2 separate regions of the Gossypium hirsutum genome follow, and region 2 is linked to region 1. A link is a contact called in public Hi-C data. All regions are on one chromosome and are shown on one strand. Each heading gives the region's core, a stretch centred on a gene start, on an enhancer-like site or on the middle of the called end of the contact. The rest is flanking DNA. Distances are from core to core; before and after follow the strand shown. Region 1 has its middle 4.3 kb from the start of LOC107949651. Region 2 holds the start of LOC107949649 (peptidyl-prolyl cis-trans isomerase CYP26-2, chloroplastic).

Region 1 (3,037 bases), core at 267-2,766:
TCGGACCGACGGTAGAGTCGGATGTAGGGTGTTACTTATATAAATTATATAATAAATAAAATTATATTAATATAATATATTACATAAGAAAATGAATAAATTGAGTTAAGTTGATTAATGTGTCTAAATTCGACCTGGGAATTAACTTTGTTCTATCCAAAGCTATTATTTGAGCTTAGTCTTACCCGAAACCCATTAAAGATTTCAAATTTGAATTGATAACTTTACCCTTAAAGTCGATAAACTCTAAACCTCTTCCTACTTAGATTGCAGGAAATATATGCAAGGCCTCTTACTTGAAGACATGATATGTTTTCCTAGTGAAAATGCTATTTATAAGATTTTAATAAGGTGTTAGGTTTTTCAATTCAAATAATTATAAGATAAGGTGTTGGTTTTTGAATGTTATACCTAAGCTAAGCCCGTAATGTTGAAAATTATATAGGATTTTTCGATCTATCCGTAAATCACGGCAATTAGCATTAAAATTCTTTAATTCCAAGCTCACCCCCCAAGACAACATTCCAAGCCACTTGTACAGTAGATCACGGTAGTTAATGATTTAGCAAAATAAAAAGGGTAACAGAGCTCAATGTCTAAGCACCGTCCATTATAGCAATGAGAACACGATCTTGTTGCCAATAAAAACTTTCATTCATATTCATATTCATATTCTTACACTTAAAAAAGGGATTCAAGACCAAACCACATGACAAAACTGACCAAAAGCTAGCCCTCTAAAGTAAACCATGACTACAACTGGACCACTTTTTTTTTTCCAACTTTACTGCAAGAGCAACTAGCGGCTAGGTTGATCACTGCTTGGAGGCAAACTGGTTAACCAATGACAAAGCATTGCTGGTGACTTGAGCGACATTAATGACTCGAGCTCCGATGGAGGCCTTAATCTTACCATCCAAAGCCCTTCCTGCGAACCCATCAACACAAGTGTTCTCATCGGTTAGTGCAGCACTAACCCAGGTCTCCACATTGCTAACGTGCCACAAGAAATCCTGACCCTTGGCTTGACCCATGTACTTGAGCTCTTGTACTGATTTGCTCAGCCTGTGCACGCTCTCACTCATCTCCTCAATGCAATCTTTGATTGCTTCATATTCCCTCCTCTTAAGTCCCCTGAATTTCTTCATTTTGGAGACGAATGCCTGGGTGGACTTAGTCCTCTCTAGGCTCACCGAAAGGGCAGTCTGAGCCAGTTGGCGTGGGCTCCGCTGGATTGAAGGGGCAAAAGCTGCGAGAGATTGGATGCAAAGTGATGGATATTAGGTGGCACTACATGAAGCCTTGATGAAATTTGAGGCACCTGATCTTGCAGCAGTTGGAGATCTGGCCTCGCAAACAATGCATAGAAGCGAAAGCAAGAGAAAAGTAATGGAGGGACTTGCCATTCTTCTTCAATAGCTTTAGAAATTTGAGAAGGGGGTTATAGAAAGGAGACTGACAGGGTTTTATATTTATAGAAGGTGAAGGTGGAGATAAACTTAGACTGACAATATGTTCTGACACGCGGCAATTTGCTTTAAGTTGAACGCGTGTAATGCTGGATTCTCTAGCCAATGCCTCAATGAGGACACAACCTCCATTAAGATTTAAGAATATAGTAAAAGTGTTATTATTTTTGTGGTTTTGTCAATAAGATCTAGGCTCAGGCTCTCAGTCTTTTACTCGTCTCTTCACATTGGATTAAATTAAATACAGGTAGGTCCTTTTGAATAAAAATAAAATAAAATCCTTGACCTAAAGCTACCGACTTGGAAGAGGGAAAGAAAAGGAATGGGAAACGGTGAGGAGGTGGGGTCTTGCAGCTATCCATTTTATATATGCAAGTCTGTAAAGATAATAAAATTACTTTTTTTTTTAAAATATTTTTTTATATTTACTTTTTTTAATCTGAATCTCTTAAATCTATTTTTAAAAAAACCTTAACCCACAAATTAATATTTACACTTTTTTAATTTGATATTTAATTTTTCTTTATAAATAGTATTTTATTTTTTATTATTTATTTTATATCTATTAAAAAAATTTCAACCAATAATAAATTGCCTCATCATATAAAAATATTTTTTATTATTTTATTATTTCCTTTTTTCTATTGTCTTTTTTCCCTTTCTTCTTCTTTTATAATATCTGGCAAAGCCAACAATGCTCGAAATTTTCCCTCCCTCTTAAGATTGAGACGCTGACAATTAATTCTATTTTTGAACTTCATCGCCTACTTGTTCGACTTAACGGAATAGAAATAATTCATTCATAGATCAAAACTAGTCTATTCAGAATTGAACTGCCCAGTTGCATCGGGTATCAACTAGGGTACTGATTTAAAGATAAGAGTTGATCAAATTGACTTGCAAACCAATACAAACTAGTTGAACCGAGCTAGAAAAAGTGTTGAACCAATTTTCACTATTTTTAAATTTTTAATAATTTATTTGATCGAATCAATCAAACTAGGAATTGGTGGCTAGACGGCTTTGACCATCAATCTGGTTTTTAAAACCTTGATCAAAATCATGAAGTTCTAAATGCTTACATTTGTAGAAGAAGCTCAAGATGAGAGAGGATGAAAAAAGAAAAATAATATTTTTTTTATCTTTTTTTTTGGCATGGCATTTTTTAATTGGTTATCTTTTTTTGTTAAATAGATTTAATGGTTTGACTAACCATCGAATTAATAGAGATACCAACTTGGAAAAAAAATTTAGTCACCACTTGTGAAAAATAATGTTTAGGTACACAAATGAAAAATAATGACATAATTTAAGTAGTATTTTGTAGGTTAAGCATTTTTTAAATAAACTTAATGGTTTGACTAATGGAGGTACCAACTTGGAAAAAATAGTAGTTTAGATATCACTTGTGACAAAAAAAGTTTAAGTATCAATCTCAGAAAAATTTTATAATTTAGGTAAGAATTAATATGTTAAGTTGTCTCAAAATAATGAAAATAAATTTGAAGATTCAAAATGATTAATAATTTCAAATTTTTACTTGAAGTTTGACGAATTTTATTTTAGTT
Region 2 (3,037 bases), core at 302-2,801, 100 kb before region 1:
TATTATTTTGGTATTTTTATTATTTTTTGTAATATTTTAGTAAAATACCTAAATTTGGGCAATTGACATTGATAGAATTTCATGGGGGTTTATTAGAAATACAATTGTAGAAATACTTGTATTTATCTCATAACCATAGAACTGGTCACCCTTCATTCAAAAATTGAAACAATATGAGAAAGCAAGCATGCAAAGGAGATTTTATTCAGTCCATCAAGCCACAGTTGTTGATTACCACCTTTGCGTAGGGACGATTGAAGCCTCTTTCTGCCACAACAGCTCTTTTATCGCCTATTAGCTTGGCCACTCTGCTCACCAAACACAAAGCATCTATTTTTAGTCTAAATGGTCCCAACTCCCAAAGAAATGTTGAATCAACCTCTCTGAGGCAGATCACATTCAATTAACAAAATCAAATTGCCATGAGTCGGAAAGCATACCTGAAATAAGGAGAAGCAGTGTTCTCTTGAACAGTCTTGACTTGTCCAATTCTCTTTACAACCTCCATTCCATCCAACACTTGTCCAATTACAAGAGCAGAAGCATCCAGTTCTGGTGAATCCATGATAGAAATCACAAACTCTGTGCCATTAGGATCGGTTCCAATCTCCTCTTCATCAATCTCCAGCTTCCCCTTTCGTGCAACCAGCTTTAGCTTGGGAGGCGGCTTGGAGGGATCCCTCACCAGTATGCTCACCGTTCCAGCCAAGTTCTTAACTCCTGGACACTTTTCATACTCTCTCTCCCACTCCTCTCGCAAATTTTCAACGGCCAGATTGCTTCCACTTCTCTTGGCAAGCTCAGCATCAACACCATATGATCTCAACCCACCATGTTGCACGTAGTTTGGCATAATCTTAACGAACTCTTTTCGTCTGTAGCTAATTCCAGCAGCTCCACTAACTATACTACCAAACGTGGCTGCCCCTACCGGAACATCATCTCCATATAGTCCAATAACAATGCGGCCAACGGGCTCTCCATCAATTGCTATATCAAGAAAAGCTCGTTTGGTAGGAACTTTGTTGCTGCAGTTAGGATTAGGGGTAGCAACATTCTCTTCTTTCTGTTGATTATCGTTGGGTGAACTTTCTTCAGCCTTTGCCTTAGACTCAAGGGCTTGAGAACCTAAGAGAAGAAGCAGTGAGGAGTTGCTACAAATTGTAAGCTCTCGCCGGGAGATTTTGAACTGTTTCAGAATGGGAAAACAAGTGGAATGGAGCTGTGGGAGAGGGGCAGCTGAAGTTGGAGGTTGAAGTAGCTGTGGGGTGGGTTGTAAGAATTTAAGATTCTGTAACATATCTCTTTATTCACTGCTTTGGGCTCCTTTCTTTGAGGGGGTTGATTTTGCTTCACTGCCTCAGCAGAGAAGAACTCTTCTACTACTTACAAAATTCTAATTGATTTATTGTTTAAAATAATATGATATGCTCTCCTTGCATAGATTCTTGAGGATAAGGAAAATGCTAAGTCAATCCCTCTAATATGCAAATGCTTTATTTTTTGTGGTGCCTATTCCACAAGCTACCAATTATATGGTTGTTCACGTTAAGCCTGATATCGCTATGGGCCATTTTTTTAACTATTTTAAGCCTACTCATACTTTATTTGTTTATTTTTATTACAAGGAGGCAACAGGAAATAAAAAATCTTAACATTTTTCTCTTCTTTTTTTTTCCGTGTGATAACTATTGTTGCTTGTTTATTTAAAATGAAAATCGTAATGGAAGTGCTAAATTGCAGTGGTCACTATAACTCATTACTGCGAAAATTGTGTTGTAACAGTCCGTTTTTCAGTGGTGTTGGAAACAGTAGTTTACAAATCACAAATTTGATGAGAGAATCCACCAATATTATTATTTAATATTTACGAGTCAAATATAGTATTATAGTGAATTTTGAATTGAAATTTTTAGTTAATTGAATGATTAGTTAAGTCAAGTGGTTTTAGAAAATGAGATATCGAGACCTCGTTTCTATAAACCAAGCCCGTAAATATTTTTATTAAATATTTACAGAGTGATTATATAGGTGTATTAAAATTTGGTTAGGTAATTTTGGCGTTTAGTTAGTTAATTAAAGAAAAAGAACTAAATCGTAAGGGTTACGAAAGTTAGAATTTATTAGTTAAAAGTGTTAAATAGCTATTAAACTTTAAAGTTGTGGCTTTAAATGATAATTATACCTATTCTAATTGTAGTGGACGGCTAAGGGTTAGATGTTTGTTAAATTTGCATGTTCTATTAAAAGGGCAAGTAAGTAATTTATTAAATAAAACTTAAATTTAATATATGTAAGAATAGTATCATCTTCCTTAATGGAATTCTCCACCTAAATATCAAATATCAGAATAGAAACACCATTGAAGGTGTTTGGTTTTGGCTGGACTAAAATCTAATTGCATGGTATGTAAATTCTTGCTCGATTTTGATAATTTTTATGCTTTTGAGATCATTGTAATTTAATATAGCTAGTACAATGACTAATTTGTGAAATTAGCAAAGTATAGAAAATAGACCATTGGTAAGTTTAAATGATTTGGATGTTAATTGTAGAATATGATATTTGGGTGTTTAATAGAAATATTTTGTTAAGTGATTTTGTATAATTTTCAAGTTTAAGGGTTTAATTGAAAATGAAATAAATTAGACATGATTTTCTTGTGAAATTTTAGCATGTGACAACCAATTTGGGATATTTGTAATTTTGTTATAACGGTTATAAAGTTTAATTATGTGAAATAAGCTTGTTTTGGTCTTAAAGACCAAATTGAATAAAATGTAAATGTTTGGGCTCTAATGTGAAAAATTGTAAATAGAAAGTTGTATGTATTAAATTGAATAGTATATGAAATTGAGGCTAATAATTGAAATAAATTATATCATAGATCAAGAACAAGTAGATAACTGAGGAAAATGGAAAGTAGCTAAATAGTCCCTGAATCTTTACCGTTAGTATAATTTATCCCTGATAAGTTCGTTTGGTTTATTTTGATATATTTTACAATATGAATTAAATGAGAATTTAGTTGTTGATT

Evidence for each region. Hi-C and Micro-C count contacts between places; a contact is called where the count stands out from the background.
Region 2: a contact with region 1 is called in a Hi-C map of leaf, with 1.7 times the contacts expected there. The contact joins the promoter of LOC107949649 here to the enhancer-like site in region 1. A contact is called at or near these places in 11 of 34 Hi-C or Micro-C datasets (anther, callus, cotyledon and 3 more).

Annotation. Positions count from the first base shown.
Region 1 is chrD03:42,944,215-42,947,251 of Gossypium_hirsutum_v2.1, reverse strand. It overlaps the pseudogene LOC107949652. Among protein-coding and RNA genes, the nearest start is that of LOC107949651, 4.3 kb to the left of the region's middle. Within about 2 kb of position 1,516, at least 6 of the 9 cell types and tissues checked have an H3K27ac peak or open chromatin away from gene starts, as enhancers often do. A contact at or near this core is called in cotyledon and leaf, where this site is marked.
Region 2 is chrD03:43,048,558-43,051,594 of Gossypium_hirsutum_v2.1, reverse strand. LOC107949649 (peptidyl-prolyl cis-trans isomerase CYP26-2, chloroplastic) reads right to left here and starts at 1,551. Exons shown (of 2, transcript XM_016884380.2): 1 at 441-1,551; 2 at 69-308. The coding sequence starts at 1,300. The coding sequence ends at 206.